Regions from separate parts of the Pan troglodytes genome. Here region 1 is linked to region 2. The links are chromatin contacts, called in public Hi-C maps. All regions are on one chromosome and are shown on one strand. The core of a region is the stretch at or near the end of the contact, and the rest is flanking DNA. Distances in the headings are between cores, read along the strand shown. Region 1 has its middle 190 kb from the start of PLCB4. Region 2 overlaps PLCB1 (phospholipase C beta 1).

What was found. Hi-C and Micro-C count contacts between places; a contact is called where the count stands out from the background.
Region 1: a contact with region 2 is called in a Hi-C map of induced pluripotent stem cells, with 1.4 times the contacts expected there. The contact joins two enhancer-like sites. A contact is called at or near these places in 3 of 7 Hi-C or Micro-C datasets (blood, induced pluripotent stem cells and stem cell-derived neural progenitor cells) and 1 of 1 datasets of contacts at active chromatin or transcription factors (stem cell-derived excitatory neurons).

The regions. Positions count from the first base shown.
Region 1 is chr21:15,611,633-15,617,649 of NHGRI_mPanTro3-v2.0_pri, reverse strand. No RefSeq gene overlaps it. Among named protein-coding and RNA genes, the nearest start is that of PLCB4, 190 kb to the left of the region's middle. Within about 2 kb of position 3,674, at least 20 of the 24 cell types and tissues checked have an H3K27ac peak or open chromatin away from gene starts, as enhancers often do. A contact at or near this core is called in induced pluripotent stem cells, where this site is marked.
Region 2 is chr21:15,397,257-15,403,369 of NHGRI_mPanTro3-v2.0_pri, reverse strand. The region is part of intron 32 of PLCB1 (phospholipase C beta 1); the gene reads right to left. Among named protein-coding and RNA genes, the nearest start is that of PLCB4, 410 kb to the left of the region's middle. Within about 2 kb of position 3,654, at least 6 of the 24 cell types and tissues checked have an H3K27ac peak or open chromatin away from gene starts, as enhancers often do. A contact at or near this core is called in induced pluripotent stem cells, where this site is marked.

The DNA.
Region 1 (6,017 bases), core at 2,425-4,924, 210 kb before region 2:
GATAAGTCTCCTTGACTGACACTAATATGGCCTACACATTCATATATTATGAGGTGAAAAGCAACTATTTTAAAAACTTCAATCTGGACATAAAATACCAACGGTGATCATTAAAGCATCTCCATTAGTCCTTGACCTGATTTGGCATATCAAATACAGAAGTTCTTGGTTTTACAGGGACTCAACTGTGGTAGATAGACAGTTTATTAAAAGACCTGGGTCAGCGGTGCTAATCAACATGCTGTTTCTCCCTTACTTTATAAGTGATCACAAACAATAATTTAGTCACAGCCTGCTAAATAATTTTAAGTTTCAAAGAAAATTTATACTTCCCCAAAAATAGTTTACTATTAAGTGTGGAGAACATGAGAAATCCAAAATCTTTCTTACATTACCTAAGTGCTCTAATCCAAAAAGATAACATTTACTCTCAAGATTTCAAAATAAGAAATCAAACTCAGCTAATTACTAATTTTTTTTAATAATCTGCAAAATTTTTTCATTAATTCTGTTATTTGAGTTTTCCAGCTACATCTGAAAAACTGGGGATGAAAATTCAGACACTAAACTCAGAAGCTAATTTCACTTATATTGTAACATCCTTTCACAAATTAGCATGCTAATGTGATCACAAGGAAAACAGCACAGCAGCCCTGAAGCTCACTTTTACCTCAATTTTACTTACAGGGTGGGGTAAAGATGAATACCAGGCAAACATTTCAATTCTTAATAAATCAAACCCCAAAATGAAGTTAGTGGTATCTTAGGAAAATACCATGTTTACTGAAATTGCCAAATATAACTGTCCCATGTTGCCAAAGTCAGCAGTATACATTAATCTGAAGACAGTTGTGTATAATCTTGGGAAAGGCAAACTAGCTGTGCTACGGGCACTGAATGGACTCTGCTGTGGTTGAAATATTGCAGAGGTGATACAAATTTTTAAAATCTTTCCCTGCAAAAGGTTTTTGGTAACCTGTAACACTTTTTCAACTACCATATATTTCTTTATCTCATAAGGCAAAAACACACCGCCTCACGATTCCAGGACATGTAAGCAGTTTAACATCACTCACATTTTCAGGCATACAAATATAAAACTTCCAATAGAGTATTTTAGAACAAAGCTTTCTGCGTGGGTATGCATTTGCAAAATAAAGGTGGAGTTATTCCGACAGATTTAAATGTGCACCCAGTGATCAAATGGAGTTAGAAATTCTGTTTTGACAGTTACTTGTAGAACAGCATTTTCAACAGCGATTAATTCAGAGCTGGGTAGTAATATCATCAAAACTAAATCAAAACTAAGTTCCAACTGTTGAGTAATAATATAGTTGGAAGGAAGTGTAGTCCATAAGCTAACACATGGTACCTTTAGATATGTTATAATACGTCATATTCAAAAGGTTACTCGTCTGGCAGCAAGTCTTACGTTCATAAAAGTGCCAATAAAAATGTTTTGCCATTGCAAAAAGTGATTTTTTATGAAAACAGGTGCTCTCCAAAGATGGCAATCATTTATTAAACTACTACAGTTCAAAAGGAAGATGATATAATAGATCGATACACCAGCTAAGGATCATGCAAGACTGTCCTATGAAAAACAGCATTCTGGATTACATAACACAGATAGTGAGGGATTACACCACATGCCCCTGCTGAGCTAGACTTTTGATCTTCTGTATGATTCTATAACTGAGGCCACTCAAATTTGAAGAGTATAAAATATGAGGGTCTCAGTTCAACCACACACTTCTGAAAACAGCCGTCTTGAAAACAATAAAAGAATAAAGTTAAAATTTTACCTTCCCCCGCAACACACACACAATTTTTCTATTCTGAAAAACACAGTTGTTCAGATACTTTCTTAACCTCCTTGGAGCCTCCCCAGGTAAAGTCACCAGTTGCTTTTCCTGGTCATGTTTACATTATAAATCTGATTTCTCTTTAAGGGGAAATTCAATATCATTTTAAAATGATACATAGCTGCCTATGTTTGAATAACATTATTTCCAGACAAAAAGAATTATTAAACAGCTATCTCCACATACCTATAACTTAAATATATAGACCACTAAGTATTACATATATGGAAAAAAAAACACCTTTCCTGAATATTCTGGCCAAAATTAAATTTCAAATACATGTTTTAGAACAATAGCTAGAATCACTACAGAAGTTAAGAGGAAAAAAAGTTGGAAGAGTAGGGTCATCTTTCAGATATATCCATATTTATGGAAACTATAGTGGGCAGTTGTATTTCTCTCTAGGAAAATGCTAGTTTTATGATTCTAGATAAAGTTGCACTTAAACACACTTGGAAATTAGAGAATTCCATATTTCCATACTTCGATTCAGTACCATATACGAAGTCTACACTCAGAAGTATTGTACTATACAGAGTCTAATTGTTTAAAGCAAAAGCAACTTTAAAATTCTGAAAATAAGGATTTCCTTCACTAACAGGCTTTTAGGAGGCCCGAACCCTGCCCCCAATGAGTGCTAAGCCTGTCAGTGTTGTTTTAAGTGGAAACGGTCAATCATTTCTATGATTTCCCCAGAAGAGGCAAGAAGATCCACACGCATACACATTTACATGCGTTGCACGGTGCCAACTATTTCCAACCAAAATAATCATGTACACGTCGAGCCGAGCTATTTCTAGCCCAGAAGAGGGTGAACGTCTGGAGAGAGTCTGAGGAAACCCAGCAGGCGATGACTACAGGGGAAGGGGGATGGCGTCTGGGTCCCCTGCCTCCCGCGCGCACAGGGCGCCTGGCACCCGGCACCTGCACGGGGTCCCCGCTGGGCATCCGGGTGCGCGCGCGCGCGCGTCCGGGACGCACCCGCGGAAAGCAAACAAGCCCTGAGGGCCAAGGCGGGCGGCAGCATCCTCGGGCGGGACCCGAAATGCCTTTTCCTACCTGTCACTTTGCCTGGAGCTGCTGCCGGGGATGCGGCGACGGCCGCTGCCTGGAGACCCAGTGTGTACGCGCGTGTGTGTGCGCGCCCGTGTGTGCGTGTGCGTGTGTGTGTCTGTGTGTGAGAGATCTTGTTGGCGGTGCAGCTCACTTACTGCTCCCGGCGCGGCGCCACCACCCCCTCCTCGCCATAAAGAGCCGCCGCCAAGCCCCCTCCCGGCGCACCCCAGTCCCGCCCTCCCGCCTGCCTCCGCCCCCCCTCCCTGGCCTCCCCGCCTCCCCGTCTCCCCGCCGCGCGGTCCTTACCTCAGTTGAGGGCGGGGGTCTCCGCCGTGGCTCCCCAGCGAGCCCACGGGGCAGCGCCGACCCGCCCGCCCACCGCCGGGCCCTGCGCGTCCCCCGCTCCGGGCCCCGCCGCCCCTCAGCGGCCAGCCGCTCCCTCCTCCCCTGCCCCCGAGCCTCCCTCCTCGTTCTCGCCTCCCGGCTCCAGAGCCCGAGCTGTCGCCTCGCAGCCCCAACCTGCCCAGGCTACGGAGCATGCCCAGTGCGGCGCGCCGGGCTGGGCTGGGGGTGGGCAGGGGCCGGGCCGGCCGCCCAGTTGCCGCGAGCCCGCAGGGCGAGGAGTGGGCGCCGACTGGGTCGGGGGCGCAGCCTCGCGAGCCGGGGGCCGAGCAGCCGAGCCAGGTAGTGGGCAGCGCCAAGAGGAGGTGGGTGGGGCATCCGGGGAAGCCGGCCCGCGGCGCGCTCCTCTGGGGTCTCCCTGGCGGCTCCCCGCGGCATGTGCCCCATGCCCAGGGTTCGGGGACGCACGGGATGGCGCTGGGCGCAGAACCCAGGGAGCGGGGGCAGAAGAGCGGCACCCTCCTCGTATGGGAGACCCGCAGCCCGCCGTGGGCCGTGTGGAGGGGCTCAGGACTGGCCAGAACGGGGCCCCCAAAGCCGTTGGCTAGGTGGGGGACGTGCTTATTTGTTTATATTCGGTTTCATAAACCCATACAACGCCTACAATGCGTCCTGCAGTGTTCTAAACGCTTTTTATTAATTTAATCCCTAAAACAGTCTTCCAAAGAGTACTACTGCCTCTTTTTATTTCGCGGGTCTTACACAGAGCCACGGAGATTAAGTGGTTCCAAAAAGTCTTCCCACAAGTGCAACCTCAGACATGCAAACCCCCCAGACTTTGGTCCCTGGGATGCTGGGGTGCTGCTCCAGCCAGTTCCTGGCTTTTCCCGGCCCTACAACGGCCCCCAGGTGCCTCCGAGTCACACTCACACCCAGGCCCTAATGGTGTTCGGTCTGGCATCACCCTTGTGTGGACCCTCACAACGTGCTGCTCCCGGACTCCGGAGGGCTCCCTCCTCCCCACTCCGCCTCCTCCTTCTCCCGGCCGGCGGCCACCAAAACCCGGAGACGTGGCACCTGCGCATTGGGGACTGGGGCCATGCTCGCAGCTGCACTAGGCATGCTCAGCCGCCTGAGCCGGTCCGGCTGGCCAGGAGGAAAGAAAGGGCCAGACGGGGCGTGAAGTGTAAGAAATGGAGGGGGAATGTGTGTGCAAACAATAGTCCAGGCTCTGATGGGCAGGGGCAGTTGTAGATGCAAAAGGCTCATTCCCCTGGCACATCCTGGCCATTTCCAGGCAGGGCTAAGAGATGGGGGGAATAATCATCAAAAGTTTAACCAACTGGGCATCCTTAAGCAAGAGGAACCTGAGGCCCCACTGACCACTCCCCAGCTCAACTACTAAGCTGTAATTTTAGCTGAGCCTGGAAAAAAAGCTCCTCAGCAGCTGAAGCTGTCTGCCTGTGAAGAAGCCAAGAAAAATATCCCAGACCAAGTTTCCCCGCAAGATTGGAAAGGAAAGATAGATCCCAGGGAAAGGCTGGTGGCTCTTCACTGTTAGGGATATTAAAGATGTGGTGATTTTGGCTGGGCGCAGTGGCTCACGCCTGTAATCCCAGCACTTTGGGAGGCCAAGGCGGGTGGATCATCTGAGGTCAGGCGTTCGAGACCAGCTTGGCCAACATGGTGAAACCTCGTCTCTACTAAAAATACAAAAAAAAAAAAAAAAAATTAGCCGGTCGTGGTGGTGGGCACTTGTAATCCCAGCTATTCAGGAGGCTGAGGCAGGAGAATCTCTTGAACACGGGAGGCGGAGGTTGCAGTGAGCTGAGATAGCCCCACTGCACTCCACGCTGGGCAACAAAAGCAAAACTCCGTCTCAAAGAAAAAAAAAAGGGATCTGGTGATTTTGAGTGATTCCAGCATGATAAGGCAGTGTGTAATGGGCATACAAGTTGCCTGGGGATCTTGTTAAACTCCAGATTTTGATTCAGCAGATCTGGGGTGGGATCAGAGATTCTGCATTTCTAACAAGTTCCCACACCATGCTGATGTTGCTGTCTTTAGATAGAATTTTAGTTGCAAGAGGTTAGGGCAGTATTTTAGGCCTGTTCTTTTTTTTATATGTATAAGAAAACCAAGGTTCAAAAAGGTTAAGTAATTTGCCCCCAGGTCACAGGGCCAAGAAGTAGCATCACTAGGCTCAAACCCAGTTCTCCAGGGCTTCCTGTGTATTTTCCTCTATTCCCCAGGTATCACTCACAGACAGATGAGCTGAAGCTGTGAGTCTTGACAGTTTTTAACAATAGAACATAATATTAGTAGATAATGCCCAAACATACTATATCAGTTAGCCTTTAGTGTGTAACAAACCACACCAACACATAGTAGCCTAAAGCAACAATTATTCATTAGCTCACAATTCTGTGAATCAGTAACTGGAGCTAAAATCAGCTGAGCAGTGTTGTTCTCCTGGGCCTACTCATGCAGCTGCAGACATGCGGAGCTTGGAGCCTCATCCGGATGGCAAGGATGACAGGGTATTCCCATATGGCTTCTTCGTATGGTGAGTTCCTAGTTCCCAGCAGCAAAAGAAGGAAAGCCCCAATTTAAAATAGCATTTTATACCTCTGCTTGCTAATGTTCTACTGGCCAAAGCAAGCCACATGGCCATGCCCAGATTCAAAACATGGAGAAATCAACTTCAATTTTGATAAAAGGAGACACAAAATAGAGTAGTATTTTGTTTTTAAA
Region 2 (6,113 bases), core at 2,405-4,904:
CAATTGAAAAAAATTACCAAAAGATACAAAGAGGCATTTTGCTTAAGAAGGAACATGTGGCTAAAAGCAAAACAAAAACAAACTAAATAGAAGGGATGGTCAGTTTCTTCACTGATCAGAAAAAGGCAGATCTAGACCACATTGAGATATCATTTCACACTCATCTTAGTAGGAAATATTAGGAAGTCTGACGTTAATATCAACTATTGGCAAGTGTCAGGGTAATACAGTCTTTCATATATTGCTGAAGAAAGTGTAAAGTGGTATAGTTACTTCAGAAGACAATTTAGCATCATCATGTAAAATGGAAGATTCATATTCCCTATGGCCCAGTAATTCCACAGTTTGGTATACAACCAAGAAAACTTCTGGTACAGAGTTCGCATACTAGGAGATATGAGATGGCATGTTCACAGCAGATCTGCTTAAAACAGCAATCAACTGGACATCACTAAATGCAAACTGACAGTAGAATGGATAAGTGCAATACATTCATGGAATAGAATAAGTCAAAATAAACTGTAGCAACATTTAACAATATAGATACCTTATACATAGATATACTTTATTTAGATTTTTTTCATTAGTACACAGAGAGAAGTTCATATAAGAGAAGTGTGGTAGATTGAGTTTTCAAAAACCCACCATTCTTCACTCCTCTTTTGTGACTTGTTTTGTCAATAGGATATGATAAAAGTGATACTGTTGCAGTGCTGAGTTGTTCTCAGAGGGCAACATGTGCCTCTACTCTTGCTATTGAAACCCTGCCACCAGCAAGTGAACAAGCCTGGGCGTGCCTGTTCACAGATTAGAGACTAAGTGGAGAGATCCAGTCGTTCTAGCAGAGGCCATATTAGACCAACCTACATCCAAGTGACCCTCAAACATGAAAGCGGGTCCAACCAGTATCACCAGCAGAGCTGTCCACCTCATGCTCAGTTGACTCCAGACACATAAGTGAGAACAACTAAGACCAGAAGAACTTCCCAGCTCACCAGCTTGTGGATAATAATAAATGCTTATTGTTTTAGGCCACTGAGTTTTGTGGTGGAATTTGTTATACAGCAATAGCTAACTGACAACAACAAATTCATGGACTTAGGATTTTCTTCCACAAAGTGAACACACCCATTTAACTAGCACTCAGATCAATACCAGCACTCCATAAGACCTCTACCTGCCACCTTCCAATCACTAGCCATCCTGTCCCCTACCCAAGATAGCATATTTTCTAACTCTTCATATACACTGAATAATAATGTATATACTTTTTTGTGTCTGGCTCTTTTTATTTATTTATTTTTTTGAGACATAGTCTTGCTCTGTTGCCCAGGCTGGAGTGCAGTGGTGTGATCTCGGCTCACTGTAAACTCCACCTCCCTGGCTGAAGCAATTCTCATGCCTCAGCCTCCCCAGTAGCTGGGAACTACAGGCGTGTGCCCCCACGCCCAGCTAATTTTTGTATTTTTAGTATAGACAGGGTTTTATCATGTTGGCCAGGCTGGTCTCGAACTCCTGGCCTCAAGTGATTCACCAGCTTCAGCCTCCCAAAGTAAGCAACATATTTTTAAGTGAAAAATTGTAGGCTCCCCCAAATTTTATACAGTGTAGGTTCAGTATGGTCCTTTAACTTACATTATCATATTTCAATATGATACTCCATATGATACTATTTTTATGAAGTTAAAACAAATAAGATAAAAAAATAAAGTGTTATAGGAATACACATGCATGATATATATGCACATGTATATCTATAACCATGTAAATATAAAAGAACAGGAATATATACATGCACACGTTTCAGATTCATTGTTGCCTTGAAGGGCAGAGGGTGGAGAATGAAAGGCCAGGGTACCAGAGGGGGGAGAAACCAGTATTGTAGTTTTTGTGGTGTATATGGGTGTGTATTACATTATAAATACAGTAATATGGTCTTGCATGGACCAATGAGAAGGAGGTTGTTCATCCAATTTTCAAAATCTGTGTGTAGAGCTACCTAAATAAAGTAGGAGAACAGAAGGGAAGAAAGGGTTCTAAAAAATAACCAGTCTGTGGCAAATTTTACATTTGAGAAGACCAAAAAGACTGAAGACCACAAAATTTAAGTGACTTGGCCAGAAGTCATTCAGATATTCTTATGACATGAATTTGATATGAAGAAAATACATTTTAAAGGTAGTTTTCCCCCCTTATGGTTTATGGTTGAAGCAAATTCTATTTTCTTACAAATGCTGTGTTCTGATATTTAAAATGTTGTCTGGCATCATTAGGTCTCAATCCCTTCTTAGAACAAAATGTTCCTGCTCTCTCCCATTTGAAGAGTATTCTTTCTTCAGATGAGTTTTCTAAACTTTCCTATTAAACTTGCTGGAATGTGAATGGGGAAATTAGAAAGACTTTTGTTTTTTTGTGTGTCAGTGAGGTGATTAATCACAGCACATTTCTTAGGATTTGGAGGGAATCCTGGGTCTGGGAGTGCTGGTGACTTGGAACAGGTTCTGCTGCAGCTGGGTGAACTTGGTCTTTGTAGACTTCTCTCTCAAGTTTATCTCAAGAGGGGGATTTGGCCAAAGAGTTAGAACGGAAATAATGGCATCCTCCTCCCATTTCTTATTTCTTACCTAACAGCACAACTCAAAATATACTCAGGTGTTCTTTTATCTTGTGAGATAACTCCCTAGAATTGGTGCGGGTGAGTTGGGGGGAAGAATCTGCTCTCCCCTGCACCCCTTACCCCATTTCTGAAATGTCAGAATCTTTCTTCCTTCCAATCATATGCTCAAGGATATCAAAAAGAGAAAGATTTCCAAGTTAGTTCTACATTTTGATCACATCCCCCTATTAATCATATGTTTTTGCTACCATCTGCAACAGAGAGAAATTTTAAATTCATTGTGCATACATCGTTTAAAATTTCCCCTCTCCGTTATGTTATTTAAACTTTTCCTACATATCAATTAGTTTGAAATAATAAGTCTTTAGGCTATCCATTAATTGCTGTACTGTAGACATGATCTGTATTTAAAATTATGCAAGGAAAATTAAGCTGAAGCACGAAGGAGTCTTGGCTAACGGTGAAGGCTTCTTAGCCCTTCAGAGCAAGAACTGAGATAACGAGGACAGGAAATACACAGGAGGCTCCTTGCCGAGTTTGTCGTTCGCCAGCGTGGAGACGTGAAAACAGACTGCTCCAGCTGTGGGCTCTTCCTCGCTTTTCAGTTCTCCTTTTGAATTCTTACTGTATTTGGTCATGCCGAGGCAGAAGAAAACGATTGTCAGCCAAAGGTCCTTTTCCAGTAGAAATTTATTATAAATAGTTTAACAGCAACTTGGCTTCGTAATTAATTTCCCTACTCCCCTCCCCTTGCAAAAAACAACACATCTCCATTCTGTAATCTTGATTAAGTTTGTGGCAGGTAGAAGGGCCTGGACCCAGGGAGAACAGGAGAAAAAGGAGAGGTGTTGGGGCTGGTAGCCTTACTCATTAGTGCCTTGATTTTAGTAAACACCATGGTGTTACTGGAAGAAATATTACTTAGAATGAAGAAGAAATCACAGAACTCTCTGTTGCTTGTTCAGAGCCCCTGAGGCCTGGGAGCTTTGCAAGATTCTCGACTTCCTAATAACCAAGGCTCTAGGCAGTGCTAAAAAAAAAAAATGCCCTCTGAGATCTGTCTGCCTGATCTAGTCCCACCCTGTTGGGTGGTAGTTTCAGCAACTGAGGACTGTGCAATTGAGTTTTGCACACTGGAAAAAGAAAGATGGAACGAGTGTTAGAAAGTGGCTCATGGGTGACATTTTTCAGATCTTCCCTACCCAGGAAAGTTTAAGTTTATGGATGCTTATTTTGCCTTTGTGAGCTCTTCCTTTTTTCCCTCTGGCTTCTTGTTTTTGCCTCATGATTAATCATTTTGACTGCAGATCTGGCAATGTCAAGCATTGTGGGGCTCCTCTTGCCCTCTAGTGGTGAAATAGTAAAGTACAGCACTCGAAATACTATATGCCCATTACGAGTAAATGGTTAGAGCTTGGGAGAACAGCGCTTCTTTGTTGAATAACGCTTTGAAGATTACACACACAATCACATAAAATGCCTCAGCACAGGGGACTGTGGAAGGAGAAGAAAGCGTCTTATTCTGAGTGTCATCATTTAGGAGACTCACACAAAAGTAAGAGAATCTTTCTAGGGAAATGTTCTCTTTTCCTTGCTTGAACTGAAGTTGCAATTTAGAGGCAGTTACCCTTAACCCTGGCATTTTTCCCCCCAGTACAAGTGTTCATAGAAGCACCACATGTAACAGGCAAAAGCTGGAAACAACCTAAATGTCCATCAACAGTGGAATGGGTAAATGAAGTGTGGTGTATTCACATACTTTATAGCAATTTTTAAAAACCCAACTACAGCTATCTACAACAACAAAAAAAGAAGCCAGATGCAAAGAACTATAGACTGTATGACTGTTTATATAAAGTTGCAAAATAGGCTGCTGTCTCAGTTCATTCCTGCTGTCAGGTTTTATCTCTGCCTCCTAATTATTCTGTCATTTCAGCCACATCTGGGGTTACTAAGTGTCATTTCTAAATTGTACCTACTGACATTAGCCAATATCTTTTTGCTGGTCTCCCAAAAGAAAGATCCATCATTTTTCTAACTCCTAATTGAAGAACCTAAGAAAATTGCTGTGTTACAAAGTGTTCCTTTTCATCATCCACAAAACAATCCTCCAGGACAGAGTTGAGCAAAACCAATTCTGTCCAATCCAGTCTGAGTCTAATGACAGAAACTACTCTGAGTTACCTTATTCCTGATATTCCAGGACTGACATCAGGGCCTCTGTCCCAAGAAGTGGAGGAAGGCAGAACTCCCACTAGCCATATCCCAGCCTCCTTAAGATGGGCCTGTGGTCCTGGGAAATCTGCTCTTCTAACCTTTCCTTCGTCCACAGAAGCCACATCAGTAGAGGGTCAGTCACAGACAAGGGGCACACAGTGAATAAGGAGGCACTCACTTCTTGGATTAATTGGCTTAGTGTGAGAAGGCTCACTTTTACATCCTAAGATTGGAAAGTGCCAGAGGCCCCCACAAATCTCCAAAAGCATAGTTTGCTCTCCGATTTTCTCAACTCTTTCCTGGTTTGTAATGTTTATTGTTTTCTTATAATATTTACCAACCATCTTACCTCACCAATGCTAGATCCTACAGGTAACAGAAGCACAGTATACCAGAATGATCACATCCAATAGCCCCTGGCTGGCTCCAGGTGTCATGAAGTGACCTCTGATTTTGTTACTGCCCCTGAGTGGTGGTCAGAAGTTACCTTATGTCAGTTTACAGTGTGGCAGCCCCCATGACCATTGGGGACATGAGTGTCAGGCAGGTCAGGTGAGTGTCACCACCTGGAAAGTGGAAGCATCTCTAAAACAACTTCCACAGAATGCATGAATTTACAGATGATATGAAAACATGTGCATATTGAATTTTCTGAAAAATCACAAAATTAAAAAAAAGTATTTATCAAAGGAACTTTGGGCACATAAGGAAATAAATCCAATAGTATGCTCATGACAATTAGTTATATAAATAAAATAAAGTAGGTTATTAGTCCATATAAGATAGCCTCAGGAAAAAATTAAATGCCCAGATAAAAAGTATGCAGCTTGACAAATTTTTACAGAATTTATGAAATTACCACTTGTGTCAAGATACAGAACATTATCAACACCCCAGAAACTTCCCTCGTGCTCCAACCCAGTCAGTACTACCTCCATCCGGAAGTAACAGCTATTCTGACGTCAGTCAACACAGAGATTAGTTTTTCTGTTTTGCAACTTTATATAAACAGTCATACAGTCTATAGTTCTTTGCATCTGGCTTCTTTTTTTGTTGTTGTAGATAGCTGTAGTTGGGTTTTTAAAAATTGCTATAAAGTATGTGAATACACCACACTTCATTTACCCATTCCACTGTTGACGGACATTTAGGTTGTTTCCAGCTTTTGCCTGTTACATGTGGTGCTTCTATGAACACTTGTACTGGGGGAAAAAAATGCCAGGGTTAAGGGTAACTGCCTCTAAATTGCAACTTCAGTTCAAGCAAGGAAAAGGGAACA